3 separate regions of the Mus musculus genome follow, and regions 1 and 3 are each linked to region 2. Evidence: chromatin contacts called from public HiChIP or PLAC-seq data. All regions are on one chromosome and are shown on one strand. Each heading gives the region's core, a stretch centred on a gene start, on an enhancer-like site or on the middle of the called end of the contact. The rest is flanking DNA. Distances are from core to core; before and after follow the strand shown.

The links. HiChIP or PLAC-seq counts read pairs in DNA pulled down with a chosen protein or histone mark.
Region 1: a contact with region 2 is called in a FOXA1 HiChIP or PLAC-seq map of pancreatic cancer cells. The contact joins two enhancer-like sites. A contact is called at or near these places in 6 of 39 promoter capture datasets (cranial neural crest, embryonic stem cells, frontonasal cranial neural crest and 3 more), 2 of 484 Hi-C or Micro-C datasets (liver and palatal mesenchyme) and 3 of 115 datasets of contacts at active chromatin or transcription factors (embryonic basal ganglia, epiblast stem cells and pancreatic cancer cells).
Region 3: an HNF4G HiChIP or PLAC-seq map of pancreatic cancer cells shows a contact between it and region 2. The contact joins two enhancer-like sites. A contact is called at or near these places in 1 of 484 Hi-C or Micro-C datasets (the HL-1 cell line) and 1 of 115 datasets of contacts at active chromatin or transcription factors (pancreatic cancer cells).

Annotation. Positions count from the first base shown.
Region 1 is chr7:112,442,750-112,446,498 of GRCm38.p6, forward strand. The region is part of intron 1 of Parva (parvin, alpha); the gene reads left to right. Among named protein-coding and RNA genes, the nearest start is that of Gm45998, 6.8 kb to the right of the region's middle. Within about 2 kb of position 2,077, at least 43 of the 459 cell types and tissues checked have an H3K27ac peak or open chromatin away from gene starts, as enhancers often do. A contact at or near this core is called in liver and pancreatic cancer cells, where this site is marked.
Region 2 is chr7:112,786,038-112,790,351 of GRCm38.p6, forward strand. All of the region lies in intron 2 of Tead1 (TEA domain family member 1), which reads left to right. Among named protein-coding and RNA genes, the nearest start is that of Tead1, 110 kb to the left of the region's middle. Within about 2 kb of position 2,489, at least 88 of the 459 cell types and tissues checked have an H3K27ac peak or open chromatin away from gene starts, as enhancers often do. A contact at or near this core is called in liver and pancreatic cancer cells, where this site is marked.
Region 3 is chr7:113,146,582-113,150,465 of GRCm38.p6, forward strand. No RefSeq gene overlaps it. Among named protein-coding and RNA genes, the nearest start is that of Gm33659, 3.1 kb to the right of the region's middle. Within about 2 kb of position 1,375, at least 142 of the 459 cell types and tissues checked have an H3K27ac peak or open chromatin away from gene starts, as enhancers often do. A contact at or near this core is called in pancreatic cancer cells, where this site is marked.

The DNA of each region.
Region 1 (3,749 bases), core at 827-3,326, 340 kb before region 2:
GTAGCTCACTGGCAAGACCAGGGGGCAGGAAGCAGTATAGGCAGACCAGACTCTCTAAGGTTCAGAATTATTTCAACCCAGCCCCCTCCCATCCTTTCTTGTCAGCCTCAACGTACTTTCACTGAAGTGCAAAGCTTAAGGAGCTGCAAATGAACCAGGAACAAGGCTACCACTCCTCAGCAAGAGTCCTGCCTATCAATCAATCGTGACAGCTAATTAGGTGGTGAGGCACCAGCCTGTAACCCCAGCTACCTGAGTCTCAAGTTCAGGTGCTACCTATCGTACTTTGAAAAACCCAGTCTTAAAATAAAATAGCAAGACTAGCCTGGTCGAGGACAGCCAGGGTTACATAGAGAAACCCTGTCTTCAAAAACAAAAACCAATAAGGAGGTGACCAAAGGGCCCATACAAACCATGGCAAAGCCCACGGGTGTCTGTAGGAAGTGGGGCAGCTTGGACTGCTGTTCCCTAAGCACTAATCACTGCCTTTTGAGATAGTGTCTCTTATTGGCCCAGAACTTGCCAAGAAGTCTAGGCTAGCAGGCCAGTGATCCCTAGGGACCTGCCTGTCTCCATCTCCCCTCCAAGGTTAGGATTCTAAGCACATACTATCATGCCATTTGGGCTTTTGCTGATATATGTGAGTTCTGGGGACTGAACTCACATCTTTGTGCTTGCGAGGAAGCACTTGACTGTGCCATCTCCTCCGCTTCCTTCTGTTGACAAGTGGGTTTTGCAGGTGACCTGCATCTGGGACAGAAGTTAATCATCAGATGGGTCACATCTGCTGTGGACCTGAGCCTGCTGGAGCACGTGTCTGTCACACCCCATACTTCAGGGAGTGTTTCTGGGGGTCACTTTGTAGCAGATGTAGCCACAGTACTTATTAACACCACTGCTCTCAGCTGTGCTGTGGCAAGCACAGTTCAGCTCTCTGCAGTCAGGAGTGACGCTCTGCACCAAGTATAGCTGAGGTGACCTGGAGGTGGCCACATTGGGCTGGCATGGGTTGTTTCTACCATGATGTGAATGCAGGTTGTGGGTACCCCATGACTCAGGAGGCTCAGTGTAGCAGGCTCCATGTTCCCCTCTCTCCATAACACCTTCATTGGTAGGATATTAACTCTGCTAATTGCAGAGTCCCCTGACTTCTTGATTCAGAATAGTGATTCTACAGTCAATGTTTGCCTTGGCTTGCATGACTATGGGGGCTGCAGGCAGAAGAGGAGGTAGAAGATGAGGCACTAAGGCAGCAGGTGTGGGCATTCTGAACAGAGACTCTGAACAGTATCTGTCACATGCCTTAGTTTTTCTATTACCATCTTTCTTGTTGCTGGGACAAAATACCTGGTGGAAGGAAGGAAGGAAGGAAGGAAGGAAGGAAGGGAGGGAGGGAGGGAGGGAGGGAGGAAGGAAGGAAGCTAGCTTAACTTGGCTCACAGTTCCAGGGTGCATTTATGGGAAAGAGGCCATGGCAGCAGGAGCATGAGCCAGCCAGCCATATCGCACCTGCAGGCAGGATGCAGAGGGAAACAATGCTGGTGCCCACTGCCTCCTTTTTATTTTGTCTTGGACCCTACCCCATGGGATGGTGCCACCCACAATCCAGGATGGCTCTTTGCTGTTCTGTAAAAACCTTTCTGGACACGTCTTCATAGATACACTCAGGGATGTGTTTCTATGGTGATCCTAAATCCAGTTAAGTTGACAGTCACGATTAACCGTCACGGCCTTGAATCAGAGAGACTTATGGGAATCCGGGGCACAGTCTCAGATGCAGGGTCCTGAGGAGAAAGGCCAGCAGGCTGGGCTCCTCACTGAGTAACAGCTTGAGCTGTTGATAACCACTACAGAATCACAATTTCACTGGCTCCATGAGGCCCCGAGAGGGTGTTCACAAAGGAGCCTCCAGCTTCTTGCCCTATTCACCCCGCTCCCTCGCACCTCAGGCTTGGAAATAAACAGTCCTCTCTGCTGGAAGGAATTTTCCTATTTACCATAAGGCTGAGTACACATACACACCCTTCCTGGCTCGCAGCCCTGGTGGAGCAGACCTGCAGATGACAGGTAGTTAATAGTGACAGCTGGGAGAAGCCTGGGCAGCAGGAGCTGACAGTTTTGAGGTTGTTTGCAAAACACAGGGGGAGGGTAACCCAGTTCCAATGTAAAGCAAGTCTGAGGGTGTAGCCCTTGTCAGGGAGCTGCAGCTGCGTCTTGGCTGAGGGTTGCAAGGCGTCCTGGTGGGCTCGGTAGCCCCTCCAGCGCCTGTCCAGTCTCCCGGAGGAAAAATGACGCCTCACCTGCTTTTCCTCACTCCCGTCATTATGGGAAATTGCAAGGCTCCCTGGTGACTCCGAAGGAGAAGATTGATTTGTTGCTTCTGATTGTCACTGTGCTAATGTGACAGGGTGATGGGCACCCAGATTCACGCCTAGTAATGGCCCTGCCAGAGGTGGATGTTAACACAATTGGGACCCGACACTTCAATAAATCGGGGACATTCTACCACAGAGATCAGAGTTCAGAATTGCTTAAATTGGTGTTGAAGCAGGTGGGGAAGAGGAGTCCAGGGGCCATGAATTTCATGGTTGGCAATTGACTTTCATTTTGGAAGGCCTGACTGTCAGCTTTTCCAGTCTATGACATCAATTGAAGTCATTTGGACTCCTGGCTACCTAGCCCTTTCAGGATTGCTGGTTCTGGGAATTGTGATTCATGGTGTTCTTGTGTGAAAAAAAAAAAATCTAACAGCCTCTTCTGAACCTCTGGGGTTGGAAGATTGTGTTTGATGGGGAGGATGGAGGGAGTGTGAATGACAGATTCCGCTCCTGCCTGGTGCGCTGATCCCTCCCAAGCCACCCTTCTTGCCCAGACCTCTTACCTTAGGGCCTCTTGCCTTAACTTGCAGGTTCATTAACCTGGGTGTCATGATACTGTCATGCAGTAGTACCTTGTCTTCACGTAGCTTCTCGTGAGGTGGGAATGCACATTTTAGGTCTCTGCTGGGAGTTGAAAGCCAGAGGAAAGACTGGTCCCTATAGAGGAATGGTAATTAAAAAAAAAAATCTATACTGAGATATAACCTAAAGGTGTTGTGTTTGCTGTTGTACAATCATTGCTATAAGTTGAAGATGTTTTCTCTGCCTGCTTCCCCATCCCTCTACCTCAGTCTACTCTTTATTTCCATGGATTTGCTTACTGTCCTGGATAGCTTTAAGATCAGCTTGACATAGATAGCCTCAGCTGAGGAATGGCCTGCATCATATTGGCCTGTGGGCATGACTGGAGAATTATCTTGATTGTTAATTGTTGTAGGAAGGTCCAGCCCATCATGGGCAGCATCATCCCTAGACAGGTGGTCCCCAACTATGTAAGAAAGCAAGCTGAGTATAACAGCCTACAAGCCACCTAGCAAACAATAAGGTACACAAAGTTCCTGTGTACTTCCGCTGTGAAGGGAGTTCCTTTGGCCAAGATGCTGTGTGGATTAGCAAGAAGGCTTGCCTTCCGGTTCCTGCCTTGACTTCTCTCAGTGATATACTGTGACCTGGAAGTGGAAGCTGAAATAAACCCTTTCTTCCCCTAAATTCTGGTCAGAGCGTTTGATTATAGCAACAGAAACTAGAACACTTGTTTTAGACATTGCTTCTATTTATACAATGCAACTTTCTGCATCTGATCTCTTAGCATACATAATATTGTCAAGGTGGCCACATATTAGCATGTGTCAGAATTTCATTTCTTTTTAT
Region 2 (4,314 bases), core at 1,239-3,738:
GAGTGCTGGGATTAAAGGCATGTGCCACCACGCCCGGCTGGCTTTAAACTCTTAATCCTCCTGCTTCAGCCTCCCAGGTTACGGGTATGCACAACCGTGCCTGACTTTTCCCAGTTACTTGTTCTCTTGGGGGGTGGGGGCGGGGAGAGCGCCCCCCACAGCGCTTGTTCTCTCGGGGGGTGGGGGCGGGGAGAGCGCCCACCACAGCGCGTGGGTGGAGGGTGGCTTGTGGGAGTCAGTTCTCTCTCCGGCTTTGGGAGATTGAGATCAGTTGTCAGGCTTGACAAGAGCCTTCACCACTGAGCTATCTTACCAGCTCCTTTTCATCGAGTTTTAAGGGTCCTATGTCAGGACACTGACGCTGGCCTTTGAATCTCTTGTGAGTTGGGGTCGGGTTTTTGTGTTCCCTGCATTAGCGTACCATGTCTGCCACAACTTTCATGGCTGGTAAGTTCTGTTGAATGTGTGGATGGATGGATGGATGGATGGATGGATGGGGACAGTCTGGAAGGAGTGGAGGAAACAGATTGAAATGAGATGAGGTGAGATGCCCCTGGGCACTGGCTGATGAAATTTAACCCAGGTAGGGAGGGGCTTGGGCTGCAAGCCTTATTTAAAAACTGCCTGCTGCAGAACAAGTTAACTCCTTGTTTTCACAAGAACAGACCCAGTTCATACCAGCAACCAAGCCCAAGTGTGACAGGTCCAGTGCCCACCGTTCAAACCATGGGCATTGGACACGGTCGTTTGTATTGTGGGCAGAGAGAGTCACGTGTCCCTATTGAAAAATCCCTATTTCCTTTTCCTGGGGAATTAAAGTCTCCAGCAGCTTTATGCCATTGTAAAGGAAAGCAGTTAATAAATGGAGGCTGTGGTAAACAGCTGTGGTCTCTTGACTGCTTGCTATAGACTAGGGACTGGAGCAAGCGGCCAGCTAGCTCAGTAGCTCTGAAACTGGTATCTTTTGCAAATGGGAAAGCCAGAGCTCAAAGGGGCCAGTATTGCAAAAGACCATGCCGCAAGGACCTGGGTGTGATCCAGCATGTCTGCTTTGACAGCTCGTGCACTTTGCTGGATGTCAGCCATGCCAGAAAACCATCAGCCTTTTCTAAGGTTGTTTATGAACACCCCAGAATCCAGCTGAGAATTCTCTTATTGTGTCTCTGAGAATCATGGCCTGCTTAATCCCTATTCTGCCTCTGGTAATGAAGGTAGATGCTCCAGGTCGAATTGATCTGAAATTCTTAAGAGTGAAGAGGAGTGTTTGATGTGTTCTCGGAGGCAAAGCTTACTGGACATTTATTTAATGCAGATATGTTTCATGTAACCTGGCACAAACAACTTGGGTCTCAGTGGAGGCATCAGAGTCTTTCCAAGACGAGGTTGTCACTAGCAGCTAATGCTGCTTCAGTGTTGATGTTGGTAAAGGACTGTAGCTCTGGGGCCAGCCCTTCAGAATAGCATTGCCGCCTCAGGATCAGCCCAGTCAGCTTGGGATGGCGACCGAGGAGGAAAGAGCCCGCGATAGATAGACACATTTCAGTTGCACTCTTGTGCATGTTTATTGAGTTAGTTATTATTGCATAATGTTGGAGCCAAAGAGTATGGTGTGATTATAGGTTTTATTGTTGGGTCTTGAGCTATATCCAGACATCGTTTTCCATAGGGAACTTGAATCCCAAAAGAGGAGAGATTATGCCTTTGTTTTGAAATAACTTTTTTTGGGGGGGGGTCTGTAGTAAAGCATGAAAAGTTGAACTTATCATTTACAGATTGGGGTGCAGGCACGCTGAGATGCTGCCTCAGGGCGTTAAGTGCTTGCTGTACAAGCATGGGAACACCAGTGCTGGGGTGTAGAGACAGGTGGATTCGGTAGCTCTCAGGCCAGACAGTCAGGCCTATTAGTGTGGTCCATATTCAATAAAAGACCCTGTCTCAAAAAATAAGGCGGAAAGCACCTCCTGTAGATTTGTGGCCTCATGCATGCATATTAGAAACACACGCCTACATACAAATTACTCATTCTCTTGCATTTATCTCCATGATAGAATGCATGCTTAGCATGTATGTGCAAAGCTCTGGGTATAACCCCAGGACCCCAAACAAAAAAAGTTCTTCTGCTCAGCCCTCCATCCAAACCATTCCCCATTGTCTCCACTCAGCAATGGAGATAACTGTTCAGGAAAGGGCCAGGCTTTTTGTTGCTACTCTGCAATCTGCCATTTTACTGTGTAGCTTGCTTCCCTGACAGGTACTGGTGGCCAGGTGCCGTTAATCCAGGTCAAGATGAAGAAAATGTACTTTTGTCAATTCCCCAGGCATCTAGCCGACCAGCCGGGTCTCAGGTATTCCAGATATGAGCGACGTGCTGTTGCGCAAGCTCCATGCATTGCTAGCTAGGAGATACAGAGGCCTGCCTGCCCTGAGCCCTTTGTTCTCCTGCTTGAAAGCAGTTAATTAGCAACTGTCTCCATAGCAACTACCTCATAGTCCAAAAACATTGTCTAGTTTTTCAGTTTAGCTTATCACACTGTTTACCTGAAGGGCTTTTCAGTGCTCTGAGTCTCATTTGAGTTGGCACCATGCCTATTGGGGAAGTGAATTGTCAAGAAAGAAAAAACACCACGGTAGCCAGGAGCCAAGCAGCCTTCTGACCAGGGCCATCCTGGGTGCTGGATGTGTAGCAAACAAAAGTTGCGTAGGCCTAATCTTTTTACCTATATTTTTCAGCTTGGCAGAAAACTGCTGTCCTTGCCCACCTGGCCCCGAGTCTGGAGGCTGCTTTCTCTCCCCCGCCCCCCCTTCCTGAAAGGTTTTCTAATGTTGTTCACATTCCCTCTTTATGGTAAGTTTTCTGTTATTGCTCATCCTGCAACCCCAGGTGTTCTCAGCCACAGAGCAGTCGAGGAAAGTTCTTCCTCCCTCGGGCATTTCTGAAGGCCCTGGGATGGTGGGTTTAGAAATGTGTGTGCAAATTTAGAACCACTTTGTTTTTCCATCTTCCCGAGGAAGAACCCCTCTTTCCTGCCTCTGGTAGCTTAGGTGGGCCATGTTTAAGACCAGGCAACTTCAGGTGGCTTTGAGTAAAACAGGAAGGAGAATTACGGCTTTTCATAAGCCACAAAGACGATAATACTTTTCACGGCTTTTGTTGATGGAGCACTACGTGTGTGGCCCACCGATTAGGCAAGGTGGGAGGTGTGTAGGAAGGAAGGCTCCTTCCTGAGTGTCTGCTGTGTGTGTGTCTTAATGGAACTGGCTCTCCTGGGCTGCTCGTGGTGACGCTGCAGCTTGGCCCCATACTCACAGAGCTCCATGGGGGTTGTTGGTGGGTTTAGTCTGTGTATATTATAGACTGTAGTGTGCTGCACACCTTTGCTAAGAAAGCAGGATAGAGGAGCTGGAGAAATGGCTCAGAAGTTAAGAGCAGTTGTTGCTCTTTCAGAGGACCCAGGTTCAGTTCTCACAGCTCCAGTTTCAGGGGGATCCGACTCCTTTTCTTTCAGGCAAAACACTCATACACATAAGTTAAAATAAATCTTAAAATATACAAGCTGGATAGAATTTAGGTAGTGTATATACACTGTGGCATTGCTTAAGCTGGGTCTAGGGGGAAAAGAAACCATGAAGCCTTCCTGCATGCTTTTCCAGAGCCTCTTAATAGATAGACAGCGGAGAACAATATGCTTGAGGCCTTGGCTGGAGGTTCTAGCAGGGAGTAGCTTGGAATACCCTTGAGGGTAGGAAGGTACGCCTTTGTCTGGGGAGATGGTTCACTTCGGTGTGTAGCCTCTGCAGGGACAAATGCCAAGCAGTGAAGATGGGAGGAGACACCCACCTAGCTAGTCAGATCAGGGGACTCACTCCTGGGCCTATGTACCAAGGACATGGCCTGGGCACAGGTGTTACATGCCTATCAACCCTCAAATCTAAGAATAGAATGTTCTTTTGAGGCAACTGCCCCCCCCCCCCCCGCAGATTATGCTAAAATAAATTTTTCTTCAAAACCAGGACCATCCTGTGATGTCTCCCTCCCTCCATCCTTTATATTCTTCTCTCTCCATCAGGATGGTCAGGAACTTGCTATGTAGTCCGGCTGGTCTTGAACTGACAAATTCCTGACTCTGCCTCCTAACAATAACAAACATTAGTTTTTCAAATCTTTTAGTGAACCTGAAGGTGACAGTGCTTGTGCCTGAGCTTGTATTCCAAGGCTTTAAATTCAATTCTATGGCTCATTCATGAGTATATCATGCCTTTAAATATGGGCTGAAAAGCCTGGCTTTTCCCTAGTGGAGATCTCTCATATCCAGC
Region 3 (3,884 bases), core at 125-2,624, 360 kb after region 2:
GGAAGTTTCAGTAGGATGGGGAAAGAGAAACTGGAGAATGTGGTGGACACCGGGCAGGGAGGGTAGGCAGCACCAGCATGGCAGACAGACACTGCAAGCTTGAGGACCACAAGAAGAGGCAGTAGTGGGCCAATTCTGAGCTTTCTCCCCGTCTCCAGGCTGACATGTAGCTCGGTCACACGGGTGACCGCACCCTTCCTGAAGTTTGTGCCATGTGTCATCACGGCACAAAATGTTACTCTGTGACTGAGAACAGGGCTACTGAGTCAACAGCTTTCCTAAAATGACGGGTTTGGGGAGGAAATTAAAATTAAAAATTAGCACTTGCTGACAAGCCTGAGCACCTGAGTTGGATCCGTGAGAGCCTCTTTGTAGAGAGAAATAACTGATTCTTGAAAGTTGTCCCCTGGTCTCCACACCCTTATTGTGGCACAAAACCTTCCCCCAACTAATACAATCAATCAATCAATGTATGCTAAGGAAAATTAAGCCAAAGCCACTTGAGAAACAGATATCCTCAGACAACACTTTTGCCAACTTGGTGGTATCAAATTATTAGACATTAAGGACCTGTGCGTAAGGATTCAGTTGATTATAGGATCCACTCTCAATTCTGTGACCTTGAGTGGAGGAGAGAACATAGTTTATCTGGCCTCAGCTTCTTTATCGAGAAAATGGCATAATAATTTCTACCTCAGCACCAGCAGTAAAGAGTCAATGGATAAAATGTGCAGTGGTCCTGATGAGGGCCCTCAGAGCATCGCTGCCTTCTCTTCTTCCTGTGAGGTCCTTTAAGAGTTAACTCACAGAACAAATAGGCACAAAACCTGTGGCGTTTGGAAGAAGCTTGTGGGTGGACTTCCAGGCAGAAAGGGAAGTAGCTCGAGATACCACCCCATTAATGCTGACTAACTCCCCTGGAATTAAGTGAAGGACAAAGGAGCTTAATTCAGTGGGATCTCAAAGAAACAGTGTGTGTGTGTGTGTGTGTGTGTGTGTGTGTGTGTGTGTGTGCGCGCTTGTGAATCCTTTCCAAAGCCCACAGCCTCCTCAACAGGGCAGGGCCACCGTGGGTGGAACTAAGGGTTTCAGAACAATGGCAGGGATTCTAATCTCTCAGAAGAGCAGGGTAGCTGGGAGGCAGAGGAAGGTTGGGGTGGGTAGACTTCCCTGTGACTCTCCAGCTCTGGACTAAAGTGCTCAGGTTTGGGGAGGTTCCCAAGGTTCCTTGGCCATGCTGAATCAAGTGTCAGCCTAGGCTGATTCACAGCTTGAGACGCTGGCAGCTTGCAGCAGACCGGCGGGCCGGGCCGGCAGCCCAAGAGTGAGCTCATTAGCCACAGTGGACCCTAAGCTATGCCGAGTCGCCCAGGCTGCTTCGGTCTGTGAGGCATAGAAGCTTCGTGCCTGAGTCAGGACTGCACCAGCTTCCCAAATCACTGTCTCTGGAAGGGAGTTCCAAAGGCACTTGTCACTGAGTTCTTGGTGGTCCCAACATCCTGTCACAATTCTCTGCAAAAGGCTAATGACAAGTGATGTCATTCTATCCCTTAGTGAAAAGAGCACATGATTATATTCATGAAGTAGAAGCCCAGCCTTGGTCAGACACTGGGCCCCAGTCTGAGGTTTTGAAAATGTGGTTGTCATTAACAAGCCAGATGGAGACCTTCCTGTCTGCGGTACAAAAATCCACAAGACACAGCTGGCCTGCCTGACCTCAAAAAGGGCTTCTAGAAGAGTTTCTGTCCCGGAGAGAGGCAGACAGCAAGACAACCAGAGTACATTCATGCAAGGCCTTGGGCAATGGGGCATGTCTGTAATCTCAGCACTTGGGAGGCTGAGGCAAGGGGATCCGAAGTCCAAATCCAGCTTGTGTTGTGCTCTGAGGTACCGTCTCAAAAGATAAAAAGTATATATGAAAGAAAAAAGGAAGGCAGGAAAACATTCATACATGTGCACACACCCCATCTGTACACACACACACACAAACACACACGCAGACATGCACATACACATATACATACATACATACATACATATTCACACACATTGTCTATTTTTTTTAAAAATCAAAAAACAAAAGATATTCCTCCAAGGAAATCTGATGATTTATCTGATGACCAACTGGGCTACAGAACACCAGAGTTTAATGATGTCCCTTAAGGACAACCACATACCGAGAAGGTGTCTCTTGGGTGTGGGTGACTTGAAATAATCACCATTTGCTAACTTGTTCTTCCAGGGAAGTGTGTCAGCCTTGGGTGAGCGAGTCTACCACTGGAGTACGCACTTTTCCTCAGAGAGGCGCCTGCTCTCTCAAGCATCTCTCCATGGCTCACGGTGGTTTGATGAGTCACGTTAGTGAGCTGCCTTTGAAACAGAGGTTCCTTCCCAGAATCCTCTTCTAAAACACTTCCATAATGCTGTTATGTTACTAGTCTTGCAGGAGTTCAAGAAGGCTGAATTCTGCATCCTATTGGGTGTCTTCCCCTTTCTTTTCCTTTCTTCTCCCTCTTTGTCCCTTCTCTCCTCTTCTGATGAACACATGCCATGTACCGGAGGGCAGGATGGAATGGTCTTGTAGACTTGATCTAGGTCCTTTGCTGGCTTCCTTCATGAGTCAGACATGGTTTAAGACCTGTCTTCCTGGCTAAGCTTGGTGCAGGCTGGTGATGTCAGCTACCTGGGAGCCTGGGGCCCTTTGGGAATGGAGAGCTGAATGACAGCCACTCTCCTCACAAAAGTCCCTCTTTATTTAGAAATCCCATATGCTTGGCTTTTACCTTCTTAAGAAATATGGGGTCAGGGCAACTTTCCATTCCAAACTGAATAAGGCAAAATACATGTGTGTTGCATGAGTTTGTGATCTTAATACTTCATTCTGTAGAATGCAGGAACAGCATGAGTCTCTCTGGGTCACCATTAGCATTGCCTCTGATAGGATGACAGTGAGGCCCTTTGACTGGATGTTGTCCACTTGATACCCATGACTCCTGCCTTACTGTGATCAGAGTCTTGAGAATATGGAGGTACTCCTGTGACTACAGAGGTCACATCATAACCAGACCTTCACAAGCCCTGTGTGATGTCAAGCACAAATCCTTGATGTGGGACCAAGTCTTGGTTGAATTAAGATGTTTATTGACATCCCACAGACAAAGCCTTGGTGCTGATATGGGAGCTAAAGGGATCCCTCCCTGTTCCTAGACAAGGCCCAGATTTTCCTAGACCTTGACTATAGCAAAACCCCACAGTCCAAGGTTAACCCTGAGAAGAAATCAGAAAATTGGTAGCCATGCATGGTGGCGCATGCCTTTAATCCCAGCACTTGGGAGGCAGAAGCAGGTAGATCTCTGTGAGTTTGAGGACAGCCTGGTCTACAGAGTGACTTCAGGTACAGTTGGGGCTATGTAAAGAGATCCCATTTCAAGGAGAGAGACAAAGAGACAGAGAGTCTGGGATCTGGTAGGCAGAGGTAACAGAAAGGCCAGGCATGGCATGCTCTTCTGAAGTTGTTCCCTCTAAGGTGAAGCATTCCCGCCTGGAGAGAGGCAGGAAGAGGGAGGTGCCTCAGACCCCCTGGAGTTAAGAAATATCCTCAAAGGCTTTGCAAGGTCATGAAACTTAGCAGCCTCAGGAAGCTCAGGAAGTTACAGGCTTCACACCCCCTTTCTGGGTCATCTGACAGTAAACAGTTGCCAGGGAAAGGGGGACTCTGTGAGTTATCCTTGGCTCTCCAGGGATACAAGCTTTTCCAGGTTGTCATCCAAGCTGGATGAGCCTTTAGTCACAGTGATCCCGGAGGTAACCACGGTAGCCTCACTGGTTCCCATAGCTAGATTTGGGTGGAATGATCTCTTTAATTGCTTGCTGGCGCCCTATGT